Linked DNA regions of Rattus norvegicus: region 1 is linked to region 2. The links are chromatin contacts, called in public Hi-C maps. All regions are on one chromosome and are shown on one strand. Each heading gives the region's core, a stretch centred on a gene start, on an enhancer-like site or on the middle of the called end of the contact. The rest is flanking DNA. Distances are from core to core; before and after follow the strand shown.

Region 1 (6,247 bases), core at 843-3,342, 150 kb before region 2:
CCCACTGTGGGTGGTGCCATCCCTGGGCTGGTGGTCCTGGGTTCTATAAGAGAGCAAGCTGAGCAAGCCAGGAGAAGCAAGCCAGTAAGCGGCACCCTCCATGGCCTCTGCATCAGCTCCTGCTTCCTGCCCTGTGTGAGCTCCTGGCCTGACTTCCTTTTGATGAACAGCGATGTGGAAGTGTAAGCTGAATAAACCCTTTCCTCCCCAACTTGCGTCTTGGTCATGATGTTTTGTTCAGGATTAGAAGCCCTGACTAAGACAATAACTAAAGCAGGGGTCCTGAAGGGTAAAGAAGAGACCTTAAAGAAGAGGGTGAGGACAGTGGGGTACATGTGACATGGCAGCAGAAGTGGAGGTTATATGGGGGAAAGAGCAGAACCAACTAGAAACACACAGGGAGTGTGTGTGCAGATTGGGTGAAGAAACACAACTAGTATGATATATAACGGCCTACATGTATGAAATGTCATCACGAAACCCATTAATCTATATGCTAACTTTAAAATTCATAATCTCAAGTCTGTGAGTTTAAAATTCCATATACTTAATATATACAACTAATTGTTCATTCAAATGTTTGAAAGCTTGCCTTGGGCCATGGTAAGCTTGAGGGCAAGGTCCCTGCTCCTCTAACCCCAAGTGCTATGGTGTGAGTGGCAGTGGCAGGAGGATCTCTCCGGCTTGCTGCCAGCCCAGCTCCAGGTCCAGTGAGAGACAGAAAAGTGATGCAGATCACCGATTTCCTCCTCTGGCCTCTGAGCATTGCACATACACCACACACACACACACACACACACACACACACACACACACACACATATGCATACACGTGTACATGCACATGCATGCACATACACAGATAAAAATGTTTTGAAAAGTACATATATGAAAATTTGAAATCATTTCATTTTAAAAAGATCAAGTCAGTAATTTCAGGCAGGGTAGATCTTTGGCCATGTGGCTCTTTTCTTTTCTTTTTAAAGGTCTCACCTCCTGTCTTAGCAAAGATACTTAAATGTTTTCCTTCCACATGAAACATAATTTTGGCTGAAGCCTATTTCAAAGAAACACCAGAGCTCCGCTTTGAAATCCCTTGGCAAGGTGCAGTGTGACTCATTTAATTTACATTGGCTCTGGCTCTCAGCACTCAATTGTTTTTAAGTGAACTAAAATCTAACCTAAAATTTGTTTCAAACACAGTTAAATCTTTATGATCAGTCATTTAATGTGTTCTATGGGTTCATCTAGTTAAGCACTTGTGAACTTGGATTTCACTGCCCCATAAGAAATTTAAAGCCACCATTGCCCTCTTGCAATCTGGCTGTGTTTGCCCACTGTTGCTTTTTCATTAGTACTGAACCCTACTAAATCTATTGGATTGGCTTTCCTGGTGGGAGTCAGAAAAATGAAGTCTCACATTATTGACTGTTAACACAGGCTCTGAACTTGTAGAGGAATTGCTCTGATGTTGACTGTGGAGGGAAGTCATAAAGTCAAGGCACAGCGCACCTCAGCGGTGCTGAAACCCACGTCCCTTCCCACTCCTCCTGCACTGCCTGCCTGAGTTCCTGGGTTTAGGTGGAGATACTTTTTGTGGCCAGGTGCACGGCTCCCCTTAGTGCACCTCCTCTCTCCACATGTACCACCACTGTCCCCTGGGCCCTGATGGCAGATATATGTTCCTGGCATTTTATGACACTTCGGTACCTTTCGGTTGACTCATGTGAGGGAAAGTGTTCTGTAGCAGAGCCACATGGGAAAACCCAATCAGTTAGTTGCATGCAATGCCAAGGCCCGCTGTTGACTGCAGATGGGGTTTTAATCATGCAACCTCAAAGCTGTCCCTCATTTGTAATGACATTAGCCTTGGTGGTTTGTCCTTCACTTAAGCTGTCAGTTGCTGGGGTTTGCTGGTTATGCTCCGGCACTGGCAGGTTCATTTATCACCAAGAAGGCTCACTTTGGACATATCTTGCCAAACCTTCTCCTCGATTCAAAAGGAACACATTTCATGCCTAGCTAGTACTATCTACAGAGAACCTTACAAAACCGAAAGCTAGTAACTGTCCTGAAGGACAGATGTCACCCAGAGCCACCGGATCATTTTGTTTGTTTTTCTGGCTAACCCAGCACGACTTTGAACCCACACTGTAAATAAAAGCAACAGGAGCATAAAACTCCACACTTCCGACTTCCTCCCACGGTGCTGACATTTCCAAGGCCCATATGTTTTCCCAAACAAAGTTTCAGGAAGATATATTTATTAAAAAAAAAAAAACAAAACCAAAAACCTCGTTTTAAGAGTTCAGCGTTGTGATATACTCCAATAACTCCATCGGTTCTCAACAGATGTAGGAGGGTTGAGAGAGTTTGAGGCCAGCTTGACCTGCAATGTGAGACACTCTCTAAAGAACAATCCAGCAGCCAAAACAGACAAACAACCCCACACAAACCTGTGGTCAGGTTATTAGAACCCCATAGAGGAGAGGCTGCCTGCAGGCTGAGGGAGGACCATTGCAGGAGGGTTATCTCCGTTCCGGGCAGCAGCAGCCTACTTGAGAGAAAAGAGAATTGAGAAATGGGTAGAATCCTTTATCTATGTCAATTGGCAAGAGTCTTCGACAAGCAGGCAGTCATTTTAATCAACATTTGCCACCGATAAAAGGAGCAGTTGATAAAATTTCAAACATGCCTTTCTTCTCTGGGGTTATGATCAAGATCTAATGTATTCCTTCCCCTCCCCCTCACCATCTCCCTTACATCCCCCATGTGGCTTTTCCTTAGGAAGGCAACCCTTGCATTCTCACTGGTGAACTGGATGGACTAGCTGCACTCGGAATAGGATTTACCCAGCTAAGGTCAGTCAGCACGTCTTCCTTAAGCTACATTGATTGGTCGGGGATGAGCAAGCCAAATTGGGCTAATAAGAGAGGTGGTGATTACAGGTTCTTGGTGACCAAACCTGGTAAAACCTGTGAGACTTTCCCCTGTGGATTCTCTGGGACAGTTGTATGATGAAAGTCCAGAACTGCCAATCACCACTTCAGAAATAAGAGATGCCAAATCCTCTATGGCTTGGGCTCAGGGAGGTAAGTTTTACCACTAGACTTTCAGTTCTTTGAGCAAATGGCCATCCCCTGTTTTCTATCACTGACAACTGCAAAAGACACAAGTGATTCAAAGCTGTGAATTCTCTTTCCAGCCAGGCCAACGTCTAAAGCAGCAGTTCTCAAACTTCCTGATGCTGAGACCCTTTACTACAGTTCCTCATGTCATGGTGACCCCCTCCCCCCATAAAAATATTTTCATTGCTACTTCATTACTATAATTTTGCTACTGTTCTGAATTGTAATGTGAATGCCTGTGTTTTAGGATAGCCTTAGGTAATCCCTGTGATGGGGTCATTTGACCTCAAAGGGTTGAGAACCCTGATCTAGAGAACCTCCTGTGGTCAGTGTTTTCATTTGCTGCCATTGTCCTCTCCCAGCATTGCTCCCTCTTACAGAACACCCAGGAAGCTTAGCTTGCCCTTTGGGCATCTCCTCACCATCCTAGTAGACCCCAACTCCTTGCTTCAATGATGGATCTATGGTCCAGACACAACCAGTTAGGGCAATCCCTTTAATGGGGCCATTTGACGAGAGCAGGAAAAGGTAAATGCTCTCATGATGGTCTGTGTTCTATGGGGTTTAGCTACAAAGTCAGTGGCCCTAATAGCACACCCAGTGAAGTGTGTCTCAGTGGTGTTTATACAATTTATACGATGACGTTTCCAAGTTTATAACCCTGTTGGTAGGCAGAGAAGGCTACTGCTTTTTCCTCATGAAAATGAGGGCCCCGTGCTGGATGGATAGATGTTTACAGTGCTTTTGGGTGTGGGCAGTGACGTAGATTGAGGGCATGGAGGAGAGTAAATTATAATTAGCAATAAAAGATAAACCCTTCCTGGGAAATAATAATCATTACAACACAGGAAGGAACCTTCCAGCCATGGAGCCCAGCCCCCCACTGAGAAGGAGGAGGTAGCAGGATCTCCTCTATATGGGTTACATGGTATTTTTTTTTTTCCTGATGAGGTTTCACAAGCTCTTTTTGTAAACTATTAATGTGCTCATTCATTCGTATCATGGGGAAAGGTAACTAATTTTTAACTTTTAACCACAACAGATTGGCATTCTCATGATGCTCCTGGTGCTTGGAAGCCAACCCGGATTTGTAGCCTGAGTTCTACTTCTCATCCCAGATTCAAGCGACAAGTTACTCACCAAGATAAGAAAATATTTACTTTCAGGGTAGAACTCTGAGAGTCATGCAGGATGCCTAGCAAATCTGTCTCTGAAGGTTGTGATTCTGAAGATGGAGTCTCCAAGATGGCGATGGACAGATGCGGTGATGGGGGAAATGGAAAGTGTTCATGTGGCAGGCCGGAATTCCCCAGTACCTATCCTGTCCCTTGCTCCCTTTAGGCACGTAGTCCCCAGGAGAGGCTTCAGCTACCCTGCGCCTCCGTTTCCTCCTTTATGAAACAGGCCTGGCAGAGGACCAAAGGGCTTTGTGTACATGAGTGCCGCCCATTCTCATTACCGCTCCTGGGTTGAGGACATTAATTTTGGCCTCCTGGAATCTATCCTCAGCCACCTTAAATGGAGGCCAACTGACCTCTGAACTCTAGCTTGGCCTGAAGCACTTTTGTGCTGAAAGATTATCAAATCTGAACCAGTTTGCCATTTTCAAATCATCTTTGGACTAGTCTCTTGCCTGGAGAGCAAATTCCTGATGAAATGATGTTTTAAAAAGTTTATTGTGATGTGGCTTCCCAAGTGTGTGCCTGACCAAGAACAATGCATTTTGTCCAAATCCTGTCTCTGTTCTTATTAATTAGAGGACCTTGGACAAGTGACTAAGTTTCTCTGTATGTCAGATAAGTAGAGATAATGAAAGTACCAGCCTTATAGGATTTGAGGGATACTTGATAAATTAACGAGTATAAATGACTTAGATAAGTGGTGGGGATGGGATGCATGCTCTCCTCAGCCTCAGCCTAGAGTAGTACAGACAATGGGAGGCCCTGAGTCAATAGCATTTCAACACAACTGTAACTGATGCAGGGGTCTGTGATGTAGGAGAAAGGGAAGAGTCTCAGAAGAGAAATAAAGACACATTCCTTGGTTTACATCCCTTTGTTACTCTGTCTATAATCTTTCTAAGGACAAGTAACTTTCTTGGGCCTGGAGAGATAGCCCAGCAGGCAAAGCCATCATGCAAACCTGGTGACCTGAGGTTCTGGTAACTACTACAAAAGCCAGCTAGAGTGTTGCTCATCTGTGGTCACAGCACTACAGATCTAAGATGTAAGGTGGGAAGAAGAGAGAGAGGAATCACCGTTTACAAGCCAGCTGGTCTGGTGACTACTCAGTAGAAACAGGAGACACCTGCTCAGCCCGGGGGAAGAAGAGAATTTCTGTTCTTCTGATCATATATGAAAGACACAATTATTTAGCAGAGGAAGACCAGGCTAAGCAAGCTATTACCAACTTTCAAAGGCAGAAGTTATTAGCAGCCTGGGAGAGTTATTTTTGTCGTTATTTTTATTTCATTAGGAATAAATCTCACTGATGTGCTGGGGCTTGGTATCACTTTGTGATACATGGAGACAGAACCCTGGTCACTGTCCTTTTAGAGGTGGGGTACGTATGGTGGGGGCAGGGGGTTCTAGAATGACTTTACTAAGTAATACAACAGCAGCCCAGCCCTTCCCCACAGAGACAGAGCTCTGGATTTCCCTTAACACCACACCCACACTTGCAGATTGGGTACCACCACCCAGAAATGAGATTCAAGGGATGGACTTCCACTCTGTCCTAGCTTACTGGCCTGCAGCAACCACGATCAGCAAGAAGGTTTCTAGATGGAGTCAAACCTCCAAAGAGCTGCACTGTGGGCCACATTTGAATTTGGAGGGAAAAATTACATAACTGCTTACTCAACCTGATAAATCTGTGCAAATCACCCCTGTTTCATCTTTGAGTAAACGAGCCCATTGGCAAACGCAAATGTCCTTGTTTGACCAGGACTTGGGGACAGTGCACTAGGCACCTCAGCAAAACTTTAACCAGCAATCCCCAGATCATATCAGTTTGTTTATCTATTTTTTTTATTTTAACAGTGTGGAGATTGATTCTAGGGGTTGAATAAGCATATTCAAGCACTCTACCAACAAGCTATGCTTACAGCCTTTATGGTA
Region 2 (6,230 bases), core at 1,054-3,553:
ATTTAAATATTCTTTATTGGTTATGTGTTAATTATGCTTGAAATAATGGCCAGCAAGCATGCTTGTTCTATGTAAATAGCAAAGGAAAAGATTCTAATACACATAAGACTGCTTGTAGTTTTACATGAAGAAACCCCAGAAACTGTTAATTGATATATTTATTGTGAGTAGAAGAATATAGGATAGAATTACTCCTCCTCCTACAGTTTTTAAGTATCTGCTAAATTCTTTCAGAGTAGAATGTAGTAGTAATGTATTTCAAACTTGTTATAAAACCCTTTGTACGGTCTTAAAGCCATTGAAGACAATGCCCACCTACTACAAAAGTAAAAAAGACGTCTTACTTGTTTTTCTGAAATGAACCACACCACCTCTCTTTCCCTCTTCCAAACTTGTGTTGTTCTAAAGCCCATTAGAACATGCTCTTTTTTACAAATGTAATACTCAGTATATACCATTGCTGTATACTTACACCATCTATATAAGTATCATCAAATTATAGATATCATTTTCAACTTTTTTGCTCAAAATGTGCATCAGAGTTTTCCTGAGTTTATACAAGTTAAATTTACTGTGTTTGTTTCACATGAGCCAACCGTAGCTTGCTTATTCTCCTCTTTCCCTCTGAGATTCCTTGTATATTTTTCTTACAAAAACAATAGTGGAAACACAGATCCTTATGTTATGTAGTGTGCACAAGTCTAAGAGTTCCTCTGGAGCCTTCGAAGTGATTTTTGATCACTGAGCAAGCATCTCTTACTAGTCATGGCCAAATGGCCTTTAAAGGGAGTTTGCTTGTTTGCATACCCAGTGTTGGTGAGTTCTGCTTCTGTCTCCTCACTCCTACTTGGCGTGGTTTGATGGATTGGTTTTGCAGCCTGGATGACTATGAAACAATACCGCACTATTCTAAACTCACTTCGTTGATAGTTTGGGGATAAGCGGTGCAGATATATAGCCTGCTTCACCGATCTCTTTTATCCCAAGGCTCTTACATGGTTTTCTCTCTCATGCTCACCAGTTAGGGGCTTCACATAACGTGTTAAAAACTCTTTGTTTGCATGTTAGTATTGTCTACTGTGTGTGGGCTGTCACAACCATCATTTTTGTTACATTTTTATTCAGTATTAGATATAATTACCTGATTATCATTGTTAAACTTTTCTTTCCTTTTTTTTTTTGTTCTTTTTGGAAAATATAGCATTGATTAGTATTTTGTTAAGCAAATTAGAAGCGAGAAGTTGTATCTTTGGCAGAAAATGTCCTTATTGACACTTTCACTGAAAAGTAATAGTTTAACTAGATAACAGTGCAGATTACTCTCATTCTGTGTATTCTCCAAAGTGTTTTGAAGTTCCTGGTGAAAAATTTGTCCACAATCAAGTTAGTATGCTTTCTGTTTAGGTAATCTGTAATTTCTGATTACTAGGAGAGCTTTTTCATTTCTTTTTGTTCTGTGGTTTCATCATAATATGATTGGCAAGACAAGACATCAGAATAGACGGGAAAGGCAAAGGAAAGGTCAAAACTCTTGATTGAGTGTCAGCTGGATCTTAGAAGTAAACTCGTTCACTGTGATGATGAGCGGACGGCTTGGCTATAGCCGAGTCCTGGGGAGGAGAGCATTGGCGTGCAGTCTGAGGCCTGTTGCTGTCTAACAGTGTGAGCTTCCAAGCCTGCTTTATAAAGGCATGCTAGGACAGCGCCTTCTTTCCTAGTGCTGTAGCACATGAAGAAAGTAGCATGCATCAAGAGCTAGCTTGGGAGGGTTGTTCTTGGGCTGTTTTAGTGCAGGAAAAGAAACTGAGGATGTCTCCACCTGCATGGCTCTAGCTTGAGATTGGCAGTAGACACAGAGAGAAGCTTCATTAGGACCTGTGTTCAGGAGACAAGCTTTAGATTCAGCTGAGAGACTGCATGCAGTCTTTATTTAAACTTTCTTAAAGGCCAGACAGGTTTCGATCTGTCAAGACTTTCCACTGATACTTTATACTGTTTTTCCCTCCTGATCCAGTATGGGCATTCATTCATAAACTGTTTATCATTCCAAGTGTGCTATAGTAACTTTAAATCTAAAGGTTAGTTTGAATAACACTTTGTTAGTGTTTTTAATAGTATTACATTTTTATAGTTAAACTACATTGATGTTTATCTATTTTAGTTTTCCTTCTGTTACCTTTCTATTGCATTTACATTAATTGCTGTGTAATTTTTCCATTGGTGGTAGAGAATGGGAACTGTCGATACAGTTGCCTGAATAAACATTAACCCTGACATTTTACATCAGTTCTTGTGTACACGTTTGCAAGAAGCCAGTTAATGGACAGCGGTGACTATGAGCATGTCCCTTGGCTTGTGTTTTTCAGGGACCGTGGCTAAGCCTGCTGGGTCTTTAGCCAGAAGCAGTAGTTTATGCCGCTCTCGTCGAAGCATTGTGCCATCCTCCCCACAGTCTCAGCGAGCTCAGCTTCCTGCACATGCTCCTCTGGCAGCCCACCCTCGGCACCCTCACCATCCCCAGCACTCATTACCTTCCCCAGATCCAGACATTCTCTCTGTGTCAAGTTGCCCTGCTCTGTATCGGAACGAAGAAGAGGAGGAGGCTATCTACTTCACTGCTGAGAAACAATGGTATTGGCGTGTAACGAAGTGCAGAGTGTGGGGCTAAGGGGGATGTGGGTGTGGGTGTGACGGCAGTGCTACAGTGTATTCTGTGTATCTGTGACAGGAGGTGCCACAGACTCGACACCTGTTTGTGGAACTCAGTTCTGTCTATCTGATGTGCATCTGGCCTGAGTGGGTTTTCTGCTCAGCATATCAAAGGCTAAAATCAAGGTGCTGGTTCTCATGTGGAATCTGGAGTCCCCTTTATCCTCATATTTGTGGCCAAGTTCAGTTCTTTGTGGTTCTGTTGCTGAGGTCTTGTTTCTGTGCCACTCTATGCAGGAGGTCTGGTTGTTTTCAGTTTCTAAAGGCCACCCACCGTTCCTTGTCAGTCGACCTAATCTTCAAAGCTGATAGCAAGAGCTTCTTGCCTTCTATGCGCCCCCCTTCACTGATGTGCTTCCTGAATAATAATCTCCATGAGTGTCAGTGATTTAAACCCTTAGAATTTTCAGATCCTTTTCCTCACACTCATGTTTCATCTCTCATTGGGTGACCGAGAGTCCTGCGAAGTTTGGAGCTCTGCTGCCCCTGGGTTGTAGGTGCTCTTCTGAGACAGAACTGTGGAGTTGCTAATAAATGCTGGAGACTCAGGTCTCAGACCATAAGCTTGTCGAGGGAAAATGTGTATATAAAATATAATGTCTTGGACTTGAGTATACATGTACACTACGCCTGAAATTTCAAAGTAATTGATTGCTTACTAGCATATAGGCAGATTCATTTGCCCAGGGCTCAAAAAAATGTTGAGAACCTAATGGAGGGAAGGATAAAATCAAATGAACTGCATGACTCATTTCTTCACCACCGTAAGTATAGCAGCATGCAGTCCATTCTGCGGGTGCTGCACCGTGAGGCTGTCAGGAGCTCTCTTCTCAGTGCTGTAGGTGTAGAAGCACTGTTGATTTCTGACTTTACCACATATTAGTATTGGGGTTGGCAGGCTGGGTGGCTCCTTCCAGCTGCCACATGGCACTGGTGATAGTACCATCAGTTCACTTTTCCCATAATCACTGCCTAGTAAAAGTTATTTTTTAATAACAGACAGTCTCTGAGGCTTGTTCCTAAGGAAACAGTTAGGGTTTGCAGTCTCATTGCAAGTAGGGATTTAGTGCACCTTACCACAGGGAGCCATTATGAATAACATTTTCTTTACCTATCTTTGTAGTATGACCACAGTCAGGAGCAGAATGGCTTTACCTCTAAGTTGTTTTCCTGTGGTTTCTGAAGATGGTAGGGGACGCCAGAGCTGCCCTGGCCCACAGAACCTTTCCGTCATGGAAAGTTAGTTAAGTTCTTGTTTCACGGAGCATGTCAGAACTTCACAGCACCCTCATAAATATGAGAGGAATTTGACTTCAGAGGACAGCACTGCTGCTTTACTACCATAGCTTCTTCTGCTAGACTGGCCTTTCTGTCTCCTTATTACACACACACACACACACACACACACACACACACACACACACACACACACACACACACACACGCAGCTGTGGAAAGGATGCTCATTTACATAAACTGGGACTGGGGAGGCAGCTCAGCATGGAGAGCACTGATAGAGCTTTTATTTTTAGTGCACTGTTCGTATTTTACTCATAGTTTTCCTCAGAAAGTCATATTTCATCAAGCTCATAACTAAACATTTGAGGTATAATTAAAATTTCATCTTTTCAAACATATACTGGGAATTCTTTGATTCAGAAAGAAAAATAGTATTGAAGGAGAGTAAAAGTCACAAAGGCTTAAGAGAACCCAAAACTCCAACATTTTCATTTTCCTCGAACTTAAAGGAGGCATAGCTTAATTATATTGCTTGATTGTTATAACTTATCTTAAATTAACAAGTTTGATGCTACTGAGATGCTCCTACAGTATGGTGCCTACTAAGGGAGCATGAGTGCTGAGTTTGGATCCCTGGAACCAGGGTAAGCCGTGTACAAGTGCACACTTCTGAACTCCAGCAGGAGAAGGGTCGGAGACACAGATCTCTAGCTCACTAGCCAGTCGGCTTACCTGAATTGATGAGTTCTAGATTCGTTTAGAGACCCCCACCTCAAAAAATAACATGGATAGCAATCAAGGAAGATGCTCAGTGAGGACCTGTGGCCTACTCTTGCACACATGAAGATATCCACAGAAATGCATATATCCATGTGCGCGCGCGCGCACACACACACACACACACACACACACAGAATTATATAATATCTTTTTATAATTGAGTAAATGATGAATGGGAGTTGATTTGGTAGAATATTTGCTGGTACTGGTAAGAACATGGAGATTTAAAAGTATTACCTTTGTCTGTCTCATTCAGGGAGGTACCAGACACAGCTTCAGAATGTGACTCCTTAAACTCTTCCATTGGGAGAAAACAGTCTCCTCCTTCAAGCCTTGAGATATACCAAACATTGTCTTCTCGAAAAATATCAAGAGACGAGCTTTCCCTGGAGGACTCTTCCAGGGGGGACTCACCCGTGACAGCAGATGTCTCCCGGGGCTCCCCTGAGTGTGTGGGCCTGACGGAAACCAAGAGCATGATCTTCAGCCCTGCGAGCAGAGTGTACAACGGCATCCTGGAGAAGTCCTGCAGCATGCACCAGCTCTCTAGTGGCATCCCGGTGCCTAATCCTCGACACACGTCCTGCTCCTTGGCTGGCAGTGACAGCAAGCCAGTTCAGGAAGCCTCCAGCGTTTCCAGAGTAGGCAGCATCCCGCACGACCTTTGTCATAATGGTGAGAAAAGCAAAAAGCCATCAAAAATCAAAAGCCTTTTCAAGAAGAAGTCCAAGTGACTCGGCTGATGAGATGGAATTCCATTCAAGAGGCATCTGTAAACTTTTATCTCCCACCCTCCACTCCGTTTTTATTTTAATTTTAGGAATGTAACTCCATTGGGGCTTTCCAGACTCGATGCCATAGTGGAAATGTCCTTAAGGGCAACTGTCCGCTGTCTGCTTAAACTGACTACGCCATCAGTCCATCTAGTCAGGCATTACCGAAAAGTCATCGGGAGGAGGCAGTTTACAGTTATTTCCGCCTATTTATTTCTGCATTGATGTTAGTGATGTATACACAGCATTCTGTCGAAAGCCGCTATGGACTTACAAGCTTTAATGGACTGTAAGCCAGCATGGGCTTGCACAATTTTCTTGTTTACCAGAATATCTTCTTATCTTTCCACAGAGCTGTTTCCATCATGGACTAAATAACTTAAAAGAAGTAAAACTGATTGCACTATTGTTTTCCAGACCGGGAAACCAATCTCTGCAAGTAAAACTGTATAGTTTATAAAATGACTGTGGACAGGGGACTGTTTTCACTTTTAGATAAAATGGGTTTTTAAGTAGAAACTAGGGTTTCTAATTGACTCGATTTCTGGAAATGAAAACCCACACTTTTATTATGGGATGCTTCCTCAAATGCATTTATTATTATTATAAAGTTTCAAGTCCTGCTGTAAAGACCATGTTGTTTTGTTTTCCCCAGGGCTTTCACTGTGATTTACTGCACTGCAGGCTGTATGATAAAATATAAATAATGTAAAGACAGAAGGCTCTTGA

Evidence for each region. A called contact is a pair of places that touch in the nucleus more often than the background predicts.
Region 1: a contact with region 2 is called in a Hi-C map of liver, with 2.9 times the contacts expected there. The contact joins two enhancer-like sites. A contact is called at or near these places in 3 of 12 Hi-C or Micro-C datasets (kidney and liver).

What each region holds. Positions count from the first base shown.
Region 1 is chr14:61,245,161-61,251,407 of GRCr8, reverse strand. No RefSeq gene overlaps it. Among named protein-coding and RNA genes, the nearest start is that of Stim2, 31 kb to the right of the region's middle. Within about 2 kb of position 2,092, at least 4 of the 93 cell types and tissues checked have an H3K27ac peak or open chromatin away from gene starts, as enhancers often do. A contact at or near this core is called in liver, where this site is marked.
Region 2 is chr14:61,091,729-61,097,958 of GRCr8, reverse strand. Stim2 (stromal interaction molecule 2) reads left to right here. Exons shown (of 12, transcript NM_001105750.2): 11 at 2,367-2,631; 12 at 4,985-6,230. The coding sequence ends at 5,462. Among named protein-coding and RNA genes, the nearest start is that of Stim2, 120 kb to the left of the region's middle. Within about 2 kb of position 2,303, at least 1 of the 93 cell types and tissues checked has an H3K27ac peak or open chromatin away from gene starts, as enhancers often do. A contact at or near this core is called in liver, where this site is marked.